Linked DNA regions of Mus musculus: region 2 is linked to region 1. The links are chromatin contacts, called in public HiCAR-type maps. All regions are on one chromosome and are shown on one strand. The core of a region is the stretch at or near the end of the contact, and the rest is flanking DNA. Distances in the headings are between cores, read along the strand shown.

Region 1 (6,444 bases), core at 1,978-4,477:
CACGCACACGCACACGCACACGCACACAGAGAGTTCACACACAGAAGCTAGACGATCCACAATGCCCTGCCTCCCTAGACACACAGTCGCCTCACTCTCGGGGCGCGCTGGGTCCAGGCCATCCATCAGGCCAGGCCGCTGGCCTCACTGAGCTTCCTCCGCTCCAAGCACCACTACGCTCCCAAGATGGCAGCGGCGCGGTCGGCGACAACCACATACCCGGGCTGCAGACCCTGGGCAGGCCCAAGGTGGCTTGAGCGCCCGGCCTCACAGCGACAGCGGCGGTGCGGGAGCTGCAGGATGCCAGGGACTCGCCTCGCCATGCCCACCAGCTCCCCGCACAGTCTGCCCTCCTCGCGACCGCATCCTCACCTGACGTGAATAGCACGATGGCTTTGAGGCAGCTGTACTCGGCAGAGTCGACGTGCAGCGCCTTGAGCTTCTCCACCTGTTCCTGAAAGATGCGGATGTGGTCCATGAAGGCCACGACGCGGTCCGCGGACATGGGCGAGGCGTGCAGGCCGGCTGCGGCCAGCAGCGGCGCCACGTGCAGGGGCATGGAGCACTGGGCCGCGTTGAGCACGAACAGCTCGCTCCAGGTGAGGCGCAGCAGAGACACCTGGTCCGTGATCTGCAGATCCGGGAAGAACGGGATGTTGCGGGCCCACTCGACGGCGCTGAAGAGGAGGCGGGCTGCCAGCTCGCAGATGTTCTCGATGCCCATGATGTTGTTGGGCTGCATGCACTGGCTGCCATAACGCGACGTGGGGTAGGGCTCTGCGCGCAGCAGCAGAGAAATGTAGCCAGACAGGTAGCAGTGGCCATTGAGAGGATCCCCGTTTGTGAGTGCATACTGGCCTGGATTGGGCTGGGTTGGAGGCATTCTTCCTCGCTGAACCGCTGATAAAAAGAAAGAGAGAAAAGAGGCAATGTGCATCCAGGGGGGCTTGTGAACATCGCCGAGCCGCAGCGCGCACCCAACGCACTGTGGTTCTTTCCTGCAGTCACTCGCTCCCGAAGCATCTTCTCCTGCTTGCTGGGTCTTACTCACAGATCACACTGCTAGGAGATCTAGGGTGAAGTCATCTACCTTCACCGGCTCCGTGTGTCCATCCATAGTCTGCATCCCTGGCTATTTTAGCTAGAGAAGAAGAACTAGGCCTGACTGCAAGGCCCCTAGCTCAGGATGGCTAAGAAAGTACCACCCAACCTCCCAGCTACTAAGAAGCAACACAGATATAAATGAAATCCTTTCAGAATGATACAAATCAAAGTTTCTCTTTTAAAAATGAAACCTGAGAAAGCCACAAACCTTAGAGTACTCTTCACTTGTAAACAAGCAGCAAGTGTATAAAATGTTCCCATAATCTCTAAAGTGCTACAGAATAATTTTTAAAAGATACAAGTTATATATATATATCTTACTGAGTTGGACTACCAGCAAGCATAACACACACCTCCTCCCATCTTCCCTCCTCCAGACTGCCCCATACAAATTTCTCACTATTAAAAGAAACAGAAAATTAAAAAATTTCAAAGAAGTTGAACTTACAGTAGCCAAACATATTGAAAAAAAGTAGGAACTACAATTAATGTCTGTCCTGTGCGATGCCACTGCAACCTGCAGCCAGCTTTGCCCAGTGAATGCGCGAGCTTGCAACTGCAAAAACACTGGATTCATTACCCATCTGAATGCAAAACGTAAGCATGCATTGAGTTCTTAAAGCTGACCAAAGTTTTTTTTTTTTTTTTTTAAATGTGTATGTTTTACTTCAACAGTGCCAGCATTTTCAATTGCCATGTAAACAAAGACAACTCTAGGGAAAGTTAGGGCTACTGAACTGCCATCCCCCAACAAATTAGTAGAGCGAGGTCCATGTCCACAGAGCTGTCCTACCTCAGGCTCTACATCATTTTCTTTGGTTCTAATTCCAACAAGAGTTTCAGTGCGGTTTACGCTCTTTGAAACACAATGGTTAGAATACTTTTTCTAATTATAGTTTTGAACTTGGCAGTTATTTTTCAATTAAATGAGAGCACAATTCAAAGTTTTTTTGTTTTTTTTTGTTTTTTGTTTTTTTTTTTTTCAGATGCCTAAACAATCTCCCTGGAGCTAGCAATGGAGTCGTCATATTTGCCTTCTCCTTGAGATCTGAAGGAATTCAATTTCTTTTCTTGTGGCATATAAAATATAATTTTGAAGTCAATTACAAGAAGAAGTAATCTATGTTCTTCGAAATTGACTGGTTCACTAATTTGACTATAAGATATGTTTAATGATTGCCAGGAGATAAACTTTAACTATAAACCGCTAAATATATTTGTAAGAAAAGTGTTCCATCTCATGCCACATGAATATGAAGCATATCCAAATTAAACATCAAAAGTTGTGCTTAATAAAAAAAAAATCTCACACATCGATTAAATGATGCAGAAGCTCAAGCCAGCTGCAGTCTGTGCATTATAGCCAGATCAGAAGGATCGGTAAATGCCGTTGTAAATTGTAATTTGTATGCAGTATTTAAGCAGAGGGTGGAGTTTGATGAAGAAATAAAACGAGTATCAAGCTTTAAAAATGACACTACTATGAAAGCAGGGTTCAGTCACAAACTTTCCTTTCAAAGTATAGGGGTGAAAACAAGGCCACAGCTCGGGAGGAGGCGGCCCCAGATCCCTGAAGAGGAGAGGGAGCCAGTGAACAGGCCAGAAGCCCCCCTTCCCCCCTAATTAGACCTACAAGTGCAATAAATCTCACTCCTCTTTTTCCAAGCTAAGCTTCCTAAAGGATGGTGGCAGCAATGAATCTATGGTTCAGGGTCCTCCAGCCCCAGTCCTCTCCCATTATAAATAAAAGGTACGATGAGGCAGAGGAGAAAGTAGAATGGGAAAAACAAAAAAAACCAAAAAACAAAAACACACACGGAGAGAAACGGTTTTCTGCAGAAAATCATCACCCCTCCCAAGTTCATGCTAGCACAGCCCCAAGCATCCTCACACACAAGCGGGAACGAGACACACACGGAGCACATCCAACAGAGGAAGGGAGGGATTTTTAAGCTACAGCTCACGATCCCAGGGACACAATCTTGAGCAGGCAGCGGGCGGGGTGGAGGAGCCGGGGAGAGGAGCGCAGGGCGGGAGGGGGAGGCAGCGGCAGCGAGCTGGGGGGGGGGGGACGCTGGGGGAGGAAAGCAGCGAAGACTGGGAAGCCCGGACCGGCTGGGACCACAGAAGCCCCATCCCCACAGCCACAGGCACCAAGGCGAGAGAGAAAGAAAGAGCAGGGAGGCGGGCGAAGCGCAGGGAGAGAAGCAGAGAAGAAATATTCACCTTCCCGCCTCATGCCCACTTTGAGGCACTTCTTGAGGCGGCAGTATTGGCACTGGTTGCGGTGGTGCTGGTCGATGGGACAGTTCCTGTTGGCACGGCATGTGTAAGTTAAGTTCCTGCGGACGCTCCTCTTGAAGAAACTTTTGCAGCCCTCGCAGGTGAATTGGCCGTAGTGCTTGCCGCTCGACTTGTCCCCGCACACCACGCACTCGATGTGCTGCTGGCTCTGGCCTGAACCGGGCGGGCCCTGGCCCTTGTCCCCTGCCGTGCCGGGGGTGGCGGGCGCTCCGGGCTGGCCCGGGGTCTGCGGCGTGTGCGGCGCGCCGGAGCCCGCCTGCTGCTGCTCGCCGCCGCCGCCGCCGCGGGCTGCCTGCGCTGCGGGGTTGGGGCCGCCGGGGTTGCCCCCGGCCACGTCGTCCTGCGGATCTCGCCAGCTGCTAACTACCATTGCCATATCTTTGGGCCCAGGGAGCGCTGGGGGGAGCCGAGCTGCTCGCCGAGGGCCGCGGGGCGCGCGGGCGCGCTGGGAGGGGAAGGGGAAGGGGAAGGGGGGAGGGGGAGGGGGCGGGGGGCCCACCGGGCGCCCCGGGGTCGCCGGAGCCGAGCCCGAGCCGGGCACCGGCCTCTGCCTGCGCCGCCGCCGCCGCCGCCGCCGTTACTGCCTCAGCCGCCCCGCTGCTGCTGCGCGCCCGCCCGCCCTGCTGGCGTTTTGTTGTGGTTCCTGCTGTTTTCTTTCTCTCTTTTTGCAGCCCCCCCAGGCTCTCAGGCTCCCCCCCCCCAACACCCCTGCTCCCCTCGCCCGCTCCCCCCGCACTCCGTTCCTGGGGGGGCCTCTCTCTCTCTCCCCCCTCCCCACCCCCCAGCGAGCGAGCTCCCTTCTCTCGCTTTTTTCTTCTTCCCCAACTTGCAAAATCAGAAATGGCACAGGCGGCAGCCGGGAGCGGCGCGGGGCGCAGCGCCGGGGGCGGCGGGCATGGGCCACGGCGCGCGCACACTCTCGCCCTCCGCCTCGCCCGCACCCCCGCGCACACACACACTCGCACACACACTCGCTCACCCGCGCCGGGCGCCCGCCCGCCCGCCCGCCCGCCCGCTGGCCGCTGGCCGCTGGGGCTACGCGCAGAGCGCGGGCTGAGCCGACATAGAGGAAGCGGCGAGGGCGGCGGCGGCCGCGGAGGAGGAGGTCGCGGCTGCAGACGCTGCTGGAGGAGCTGGCCGCCGCTGCGTGCTCCGCTGGAGGAGCCCGGGCCCGGGCGGGAGTCCGAGCCGGAGTCGGGGCCGCAGCCCGAGAGCGAGCCGAGGCCGGTGCTGCCCGTGCCGCCGCCGCTGTCCTGGCGGGAGCCCTCGCCCGGTTTCAAGAGTGCGGGGAGCTGGGAGAGTCGAGCAGGATCGGGACGAAGCTGCCGGCGAGGATCAGGGCGCTCGGGTGTCTGGGGGCCAGGTCCAGGGCCGGACGCAGCCAGCCATTCAGGAAGGCAGCGCTGGAGAGCGGGAGGCAGCCGGCGAGGAAGATCACACACTTTGCTCTTTTTGTTGTGCGGGTGGCGCCGGGTTCTCTCTGCCTTCTTCTTTCGGGAGGTGACGGAAGGGGGAGAAAAATACGAGATAATTCACGCCAGCGACGAATTCACAGCGAAATAGGAAAAAAATAAAAATCAGAAGAAAATGCTTGAGAAAATAAGGAAAAAGAGAAAGCGAGAGAGACATCCAAAGTAGGTCGAATAAATAATCCTCTTCTTTTCCTCTTTCTTGCTTCTTCTGCTTCTTCTGCTATAACACACAGAGCTAGTTAAAAAACCCTGGAGATCGCCCAAAAATGTTCTTTTTTTAGTATTTTAAATAAGTGCTCTTCAGCTGGGAACCAACACCCTCCCTCCAAAAAAAATCATATATATATATATATATATACATACATATATATATATAATAACGATAAGAAGAATACTGAGGGGTGCCTCCTCCTCCTTTTTTTTTCAAGTTTAGTCTTCTCTCTTCTAGAGGAAAGGAGTGAAAGAGAAAAGGAGGGAGAGAAAGAGGAAGGGCGACAACTAGTAGAATATGTAAGGAAAAGAAAGGGGGAGAGATAGGGCAAGAGGAGAGTGGGTGAGAGAAAGGAGAGGAGGGAGAGAGGGGCGAGAGGAGAGGAGAGGAGAGGAGAGGAGAGGAGAGGAGAGGAGAGGAGAGGAGAGGAGAGGAGAGGAGAGGAGAGGAGAGGAGAGGGACCAAAAAATTGAATGCGTTTAAACGGGAGGACACTCAGAGCAATGTTTCCGAAAGGGGGATCTGCGCGAATGTCTGTATATAGTGAACTTTGACACTACTATTGAAACTGACACGTTTCTATGGAGATCTCTGCCTTATATGGAGCTCGTGTCAAGGAGCCAAGAGAAGGGCTGCTGGCAACTGATAATCAAAGGCGACTGACTGGTCAGAGCCCTGAATGGGGGGTGGGGGGGGGGAGAGAAAATGGGAGGCTAAGGTTAGCCAAGCCTCCTTCACGCCATTGGTTGGAAAGTCCTTTTCCCCTCCCCCCAGCTACCTACAGTCTGGGATGTCGAGGGGAGGAGAAGAGAAAGTGAGGGGGGGGGTGCTTCTGACAAGCATAATTTACATTGAGATCGCCCTGCGCTGCTATTTACTCTGAGACCTGATTAGTATGGGTCGTGTATGGTCACACACACACACACACACACACACACACACACACACACACGAGGGGAAAGGGATGATGAGGGGAGAACGCGTTGTGATGGGAAAAAACGAGGAGAAAGAAATTACTGTATATCTTATGAAAACTTTTCAGAATTAGGTTTTATGAGCGTAAGGAGTGGCACTGAAAACGTTAAGAAAAAAATTAATGAGGAAAAAAACTCCATCATTTTAATGATTTGTGAAGTCTACTTGGTTTAGAATCTTAGTTCACATTCAATATAATCTTAGTCTGTATCCCGCTCATTTTATATAATTATGAAAAGCCTCCTCATTTAAAAATCTGAAGTATATCATAGTTTCGGAGGCGTAATTACGACAAAGCACACACATGAAACTGCAGCTACTGCCACAAATTCGATCCGAATCGATGATTCCTATTCATCCCAAAGATGATCTTAAAAT
Region 2 (6,444 bases), core at 2,893-5,392, 2.8 Mb after region 1:
ACCCAAGTGTCGTCATTTGTGCTAAGTGCCACATGCTGAAGTGTTAAGAGAACAGATAAACACCAAACAGGCAAGTTCTTCCTGGAAGAACTGCAATGGGCCCAGGCAACCAAATCATAGTAATAAGGAAGTCCCTTTGTTTTGGTGGCACAAGAAAAGTGGCCTGAAGCAACCTGATTGAAGCTCTCTGTCTACTTTGTTCTATGACTTGTTCCTTCTTCCTGTCATACAAACCCAGCTACTCTATGCCCAGGCAAGCACACTTTCTGTTGTTTTCTAAAATCCCAAATAAAGCAGTCCCAAAGAGAACATTAAGGTGAATCGATTGCGGTTTTTCCTTTTAACATACTCAAAATCTTCCCCTCCCAGCACACACCTTCCCCCTCTTGGACAAACAACAGGTCCCTAGAGCACACAGCGAGAGTGCCTCTACCTACCTGCAGAATGAGGGAAGAGCAAAGGCTATGGAATGAAACCTCCATTATTGTTCATTTTGTTCATGGACTTCTAGTGTCCGGCCCTGTGTGACACTGTTTGCTGTTGAGACTACCCAGTCTGTGGTATTTGTTGTGGCCCTAGCTGACAGACACAAGTACATATCACAGTGTTCCAAGAGAATCCTCTCTCTGCTGGAAAAGTTGGTTGGAGATTGACCATTGACCTGCGCCTACAGTTAGGCTCATCAGTCTTACCATTGGGAAGAAAGAAGCTCTTACCTCAGTGCGAGGAGGAACTGCTACGCATTCAGGGAGTTGATCTCTAGCATAAAGGGCAAAGGCCATGTCCTCTCTTCTGAGATTGCACTGCTTCTCTGTCCCAAGATCTCTCTAAGGATGTAAGATGGGGGGCTCTTCTTGGTGGTTTTGCACGAGTCACCACTTCTCTGGCTAGCTGGTGGCTAGCAGCACTGTCTTGATGTAGAGTCCCTTTACTTAATTTTCTCTAATAATGAAAGAACACTTGCCTAGATACTTTAGAATGTATCCAAGGATCTGCCCAGAGTCACTGAACCACTGCATTTGTGATGTAGAGTCCCAGTCTTTGTTACCCCAGGTAAGATTAATACTTTGTAACATCTGACCAGCTGCTTAATCATATTTAATAATAATGACAAGATACTAATTTGTTGGCTGCTTTTCACATCAGTGTTTTTAGGCATCCCTTCATTGAATACTTTCCACAAATTGATCAGACAATGTGTCTGGCCTCCATTTTTCAGATGAGAAAACAGGACTAGCTAAGCCAAGAAACAGGTTCAAAGTCACACCTTAAAATAAACCTGGCCTCCAAATATCACCCTGAGAGCATCAAGGCAGCACAAATTTAAATTAAGTAAGAATAATGACCCAGAACAAGTCAGTTTTAAATACCAGCTGACAAATATAACTAGTTGTATTTTAAATATCTACACAACATTGTCAAACTTTCAAAGGCTAACCTAACCAGTAGATGTTCCTTGTCATCAGTAACTGAAATATATTGCTTTCCATTTCTTAGTTCATCCATTTCTCACAGTTTTGTTCCCTCCCACCCTCCCTCTCTTCCTTCCTTCCTTCCTTCATTCCTTCCTTCCTGCCTCCCTCCCTCCCTCCCTTTCTTCCTTCCTCCCTTCCTTCCTTTTCAATGTCAGTTTAGGGTCTTTAACTTCCTATAAAAAAATCTGGCTGTCATGCCTGCATATAAGCTTGGAGAGTCACTCTAACCTCAAAGCTCTTCCCTGCAAGAAAAGCATTCCTTTTTTTTCTTTTTATATTTTATTTATATATTATTATTATTTTAGGGTCTTTGAGACAGGGTCCCACCACAGTGGTTTAAATCCCCCCTCCTCCCACCACACTCATCTTTCATCTCCACGCCCTTATTATGGCTCCCTACCTCCCCCTCCCCCTCAGGGTTTCTCTGTGTAACCCTGGCTGACCAGGAACTAGCTCTGTAGACTAGGCTAGCCTCAAAGTCAGGAATACACATGCCCTGCCTTCCGAATCGTGGGGTTAAAGGCTCACCCCCACCCAATTTAAATATTTAATTTTTTTTTTTTTTTTTTTTACAACTAGAAAAAAAGAGCATGCACGTCTTGGGACAGTCTCAACCTAGTAAAAAGCAAGAAAAGCATTCCTAATAGAAAGAAGGCTGTTCTATGGTGATGCGATGCACTGTTTCAAATGCACACTGGCATCAGGAGCAATAAGAATTCTAGGACCTTGGAAAACAATTGGCAACAGTTGGCACAGGTTCTAAAGGCCTAGTGTGATTGTCTTAAAACTCAGCTCAAAGGGGTCCCTGTCCCTCGACCTGTCTCTGGATTATCTCATTGATCAGCTACACTGAACAATGCAACACTTGCCATTGGCTCTCAACATAGCATTGCCACAATCACCAGTACAGTTGGAAAAATCCGAACAGGATGCTAGAGGGCTGAATGCCCAGGACACCATCATGGTTCTCTGTTACTATCAAACATGCCTCCAGCTTTTAGAATCCTTTATGAGAAAGGCAATTGCACAAAGACCAAAGATTGGCTTCCTTTAACACTGAACATCAAAACCGAGTTAAACTCTCTTTTTCCAAGGATACCTAATGTTTTACAATTCCACTAAGGCCACAATGATTTAACCTCAAAGTCGTGCAAAGGTTTGACACATCACTTGCAAGGCGTGTTTTTGTTTTATTTACTCATTCTTCCTGTGTCTCATTTAAAAATGTCATTTCTCAAATTGGGTGCGGATTATTAAAAAAATTAAACGTAAGCAAACAAAAAATAAAACCAAACAAAAGCAAAAAACAAACAAGCAGACAAAACCCACCCACACCCCCCCCTCCAAAAAAAATCAAACAAACAACAACAAATACAAGCCAGAGCAAGAGAAATCTCCTATCTGAGGAAATACATGGGACGAAAGCCTAAGCCCTGGAAACGGGGTCACGTGGGGCCACCCCCACCCCCCACCCCACCCCCGCTGCGGATCCTGGACGTCACCCGCTCTGGCCCGTGCGTGCGGCGGGTGAGTGGCCCCGGGGTCTCCGCGGCCGAGGCGCTGGGACGCCCTTCCTGACAGCCGGTCTCCCGGCACGTAGCGCTCGCCTGACTCAGCGCTGAGTCACCGCTCCCGCGGACTCCCGCTTCGCCCTGCACAGCCAGAGGCTGCCGGGCTCCGTGCACGCCGAGGCCGAGCCCTCAGTGCTGCAGACCGGTCTCTGCGCTTCCCGGAGCAGCGCAGGGTTTACAGCTTTTGAATCCCGACCAAGCCCAGCACTAACTTCCTGCGTTGTTTTCTTTGCCTTAAGGGCTGACTAGTCTAGGGATCAAATTCTTCCATCGAAGCTTGTTGGCGCAAATCCCGGCTTTGTCCTTGAACAGTGACTTTGAGATGATCTTCGTTTGGATTTTTTTAATACTTCCGCGGTTCCAAACTTCTGTCTTATTTATGCCCTCCGTTTCCTAAGGTTATCTTTTCAGTGTGTTTGGTAACTAATCTTGTCATAAAGCCACACTGCGGTGACGCAAGTCAGGTTGGAATCTGGCATGGTGTACAGGCAGTGACTTACTGTAAAATCCAGGGCCTTCATCGCGACATCCTATCTGTCATCTCAGGCACTGATTAGCTTCCTTGCCCTTGGAGAGGTCCCGGGGATTTAGAAGGCCTGTTGAAATCTGTCTTTATAGCGGCCATGTTTCTTGCTTCCTCCTCGGAGTTTAAAATGAAGAGAACGATAGATAAGCATTTCTGCAAACGTAGCTTGGACCACCTGTCCCAGAGCACAATTTTACTCCAAACTGCAGCTGCAGAATGTCCTGAATAAAACTAGAAACCGGCCACCTGCCAGTGAAACACGTGATCCGCAAAGCCTACCAGAGGATAGGAGGAAAGCAGTTTTCCTAGACTGAACACACAGACCACGTTGGTTCTGGTGTTCTTATTCATCTTTCTGTCTAAAATACTGGAAAGGTAAAATGCGGGGCGGCCACATAAAATATCAGCGTACTGTTATAGTGATAGCCATTTACATCGCTGTTGATATGGTAGAGATGGAACCGAAGGCCTGATGCTCTAATCAGACACTGCTACACAGCTATAGCCTCAGCAGGAAGTTGTTCCGACTTCCGATCCCTGGACATTTTCATTTCTCTGGGAAACTCTTCCAGCTTCATCTTTGCTAGCATTGGAGCAAACTCCCCAACAAGCCCTTGTTGGTCCAAGTAGAGTTCTTGGACCAGCAACCCAGCATCACAAAGTAGCTCATAAGAAGCACAGGCTCTCTGAGCTGCTGACGCAGCAAAGACGGAGGAGTGCTTGCCTAGTATGCTTGAAGACTGGAGTGGAGGAAGGGAGAACAGAAGTTCAAAATCATCCTCCGCTGCGTCCTTAGAGCCTAGAATCTCAGACTCCATCCAAAATTGGCATGTTTACGAGGTCTCTTTATATCGTGAACTTGGGAAGAACTGATCAGTGGGCTGGCAGAGGTAAGGAGAAGGCGTGGGGGAGGACAGCATCTTTCACTTTCCAGGACTTCGGTAAGAAGTGCCACACCTAGCACTGTACCTAAAATAGTAAAGGTGGACTATCTTAGTTAAGGGTTGACTGTTGTGAACAGACTCCATGACCAAGGCAACTCTTACAAGGTCAACCTTTAATTGGGGCTGGCTTACAGGTTCAGAGGTTCAGTCCATCATTATCAAGACAGGAGCATCACAGCGTCCAGGCAGGCATGGTGCAGGAAGAGGGAAGAGCTGAGAGTTCTATATTCCTTATCTGAATGCTGCTAGAAGACTAGCTCCCACATGGCTAGCAGAAGGGTCTCATTGTGCACCCCCACAGTGACACACTTCCTCCAACAAGGCCAACCTACTCCAGCATGGCCACATCTCCTGGTAGTGCCGCTCCCTGGGTCAAGCATATTCACTACCACATGGACTTACCCTCTTACAATCCTGGAGACTGTCCACCATGTTCTAGGTAGACCCCTCTGGGCTCCTTTCTACATCTCAGCAATGGCCATAGATCTCTGATTGTCCCTGGCATACAGTCTATGCTGCTTGGATCACATGGCATTTTTTTTCTGTGTTTGTCTCCACATTAACTCCCTACTAAGGTCATGTGCTCTCACTGGAGGCTCCAAGTTCCACACTGACAAATGCAAGTGCACACCATTTCTGGGATGGGTGTGGGGAAGTGATACAGATGGAAATAGCAGGGTACAAGAGATACGATGGATAATTGGGAAAAGGGGTGTGCTGTTATTAGGGAAGAGAAGGCACATAAACACAGAAGGAGAGAGTAAGATAACAGTAAGGATGCCTGAATCATACCATTAGCTACCTTAAAAGAACCCCAAAATACCAGTTAGTCTATGTATAATATCATATATAGTTTAAATAAAATTTCCTCATCTGGGCTGACAATGCTTTCTACCAGAACCAAAAATCACCTAAGAAAAACCCAACACCAGTAATGAGAGGCCTTCTTTTGAGTCATTGAATAGGGTTGTCCAAGAGACTTCCCCCACATACAGACTATCGCTCTTGTCCTTGTTGTTCCCCCAAAAATGGAAAACAATCTCTATTACTGAAGATAGCAGTTACTTCAGACAAAGGGATAAGAAAGTGACCTGAATGTGCCATTCCTGACAACTAGCTTTCATGGTGTTTCCAAAGGAGGGAGGCAACCAAAAGTTCTACCCAGCTATAATTTCTATAAGCAACAATGGTACACTAACCCTAAGGGTACAGTGGGGGAACATGAGCTTTGGCAGTAACCAACACCTCTCTAACTGGATTTAAGATTTGCTCAACTAGAGGGAAACTGGGGGCTTGGGACTAGAAACCTGTTTAACTCCTCGGGGCTAGTGAAATCATGAATTGGGAAAGAATCTATAATCACCACTTTTAGCAACCAGCATAATATTTAACTAAATTTTAAATATCTGTTTCGTACCCAACCATAAGTGTAGTCATCACCTCTCACCAGGAAACTTCTCTTTGCCACAGAGACCGTTACAGAAAACCATAGCCAATCAAAATGCAGAGCTGTGGGGCCCAGTCCCAGTGAATACATCTACAAAACACTTCCCCACTCAAGGAACACTGGAGAAGGTGAAAAGACTAAGAGCCAAAGGACTATAGGGTTTGCTGTGAAGTAATGTCTCCTACTAATGTCAGAAGCTACACCCATAACATCTGTCCCATTATGATCCTCTAAGATGAGCTGCACAAAGATGATAGCACTGAAATGCCATGGTGGATAGAGCCTCAACCCTGTGAAGAATTATAGTGAACTAAGGAGTGCTGAGAGTGGGAGAAGTAGCCTTCTCCAGGGAAGAACACACCAATTGGTTATCCAGTATCAAATCATCAGCCCTGAGAACCTACATACAAGTTATCATTATACAGTCAGAACAGAGGTACAGTTAGGAATATATGTACACACACACGCGCGCGCACACACA

Evidence for each region. HiCAR-type assays count read pairs that join an accessible place to other places.
Region 2: a HiCAR-type map of astrocytes shows a contact between it and region 1, with 2.7 times the contacts expected there. The contact joins the promoter of 9330111N05Rik here to the promoter of A830082K12Rik in region 1. A contact is called at or near these places in 2 of 39 promoter capture datasets (the 3T3-L1 cell line and liver) and 2 of 115 datasets of contacts at active chromatin or transcription factors (the NIH/3T3 cell line and astrocytes).

The regions. Positions count from the first base shown.
Region 1 is chr13:78,194,790-78,201,233 of GRCm38.p6, forward strand. A830082K12Rik (RIKEN cDNA A830082K12 gene) reads left to right here and starts at 3,228. Exons shown (of 3, transcript NR_045195.1): 1 at 3,228-3,433. Nr2f1 (nuclear receptor subfamily 2, group F, member 1) reads right to left here and starts at 4,084. Exons shown (of 3, transcript NM_010151.3): 1 at 3,331-4,084; 2 at 373-900. The coding sequence starts at 3,784.
Region 2 is chr13:80,959,932-80,966,375 of GRCm38.p6, forward strand. It overlaps 9330111N05Rik (RIKEN cDNA 9330111N05 gene), which reads left to right and starts at 4,143. Exons shown (of 2, transcript NR_015587.3): 1 at 4,143-4,462. It overlaps Gm4211 (a long non-coding RNA gene), which reads right to left and starts at 1,503. Exons shown (of 3, transcript XR_382678.2): 1 at 717-1,503.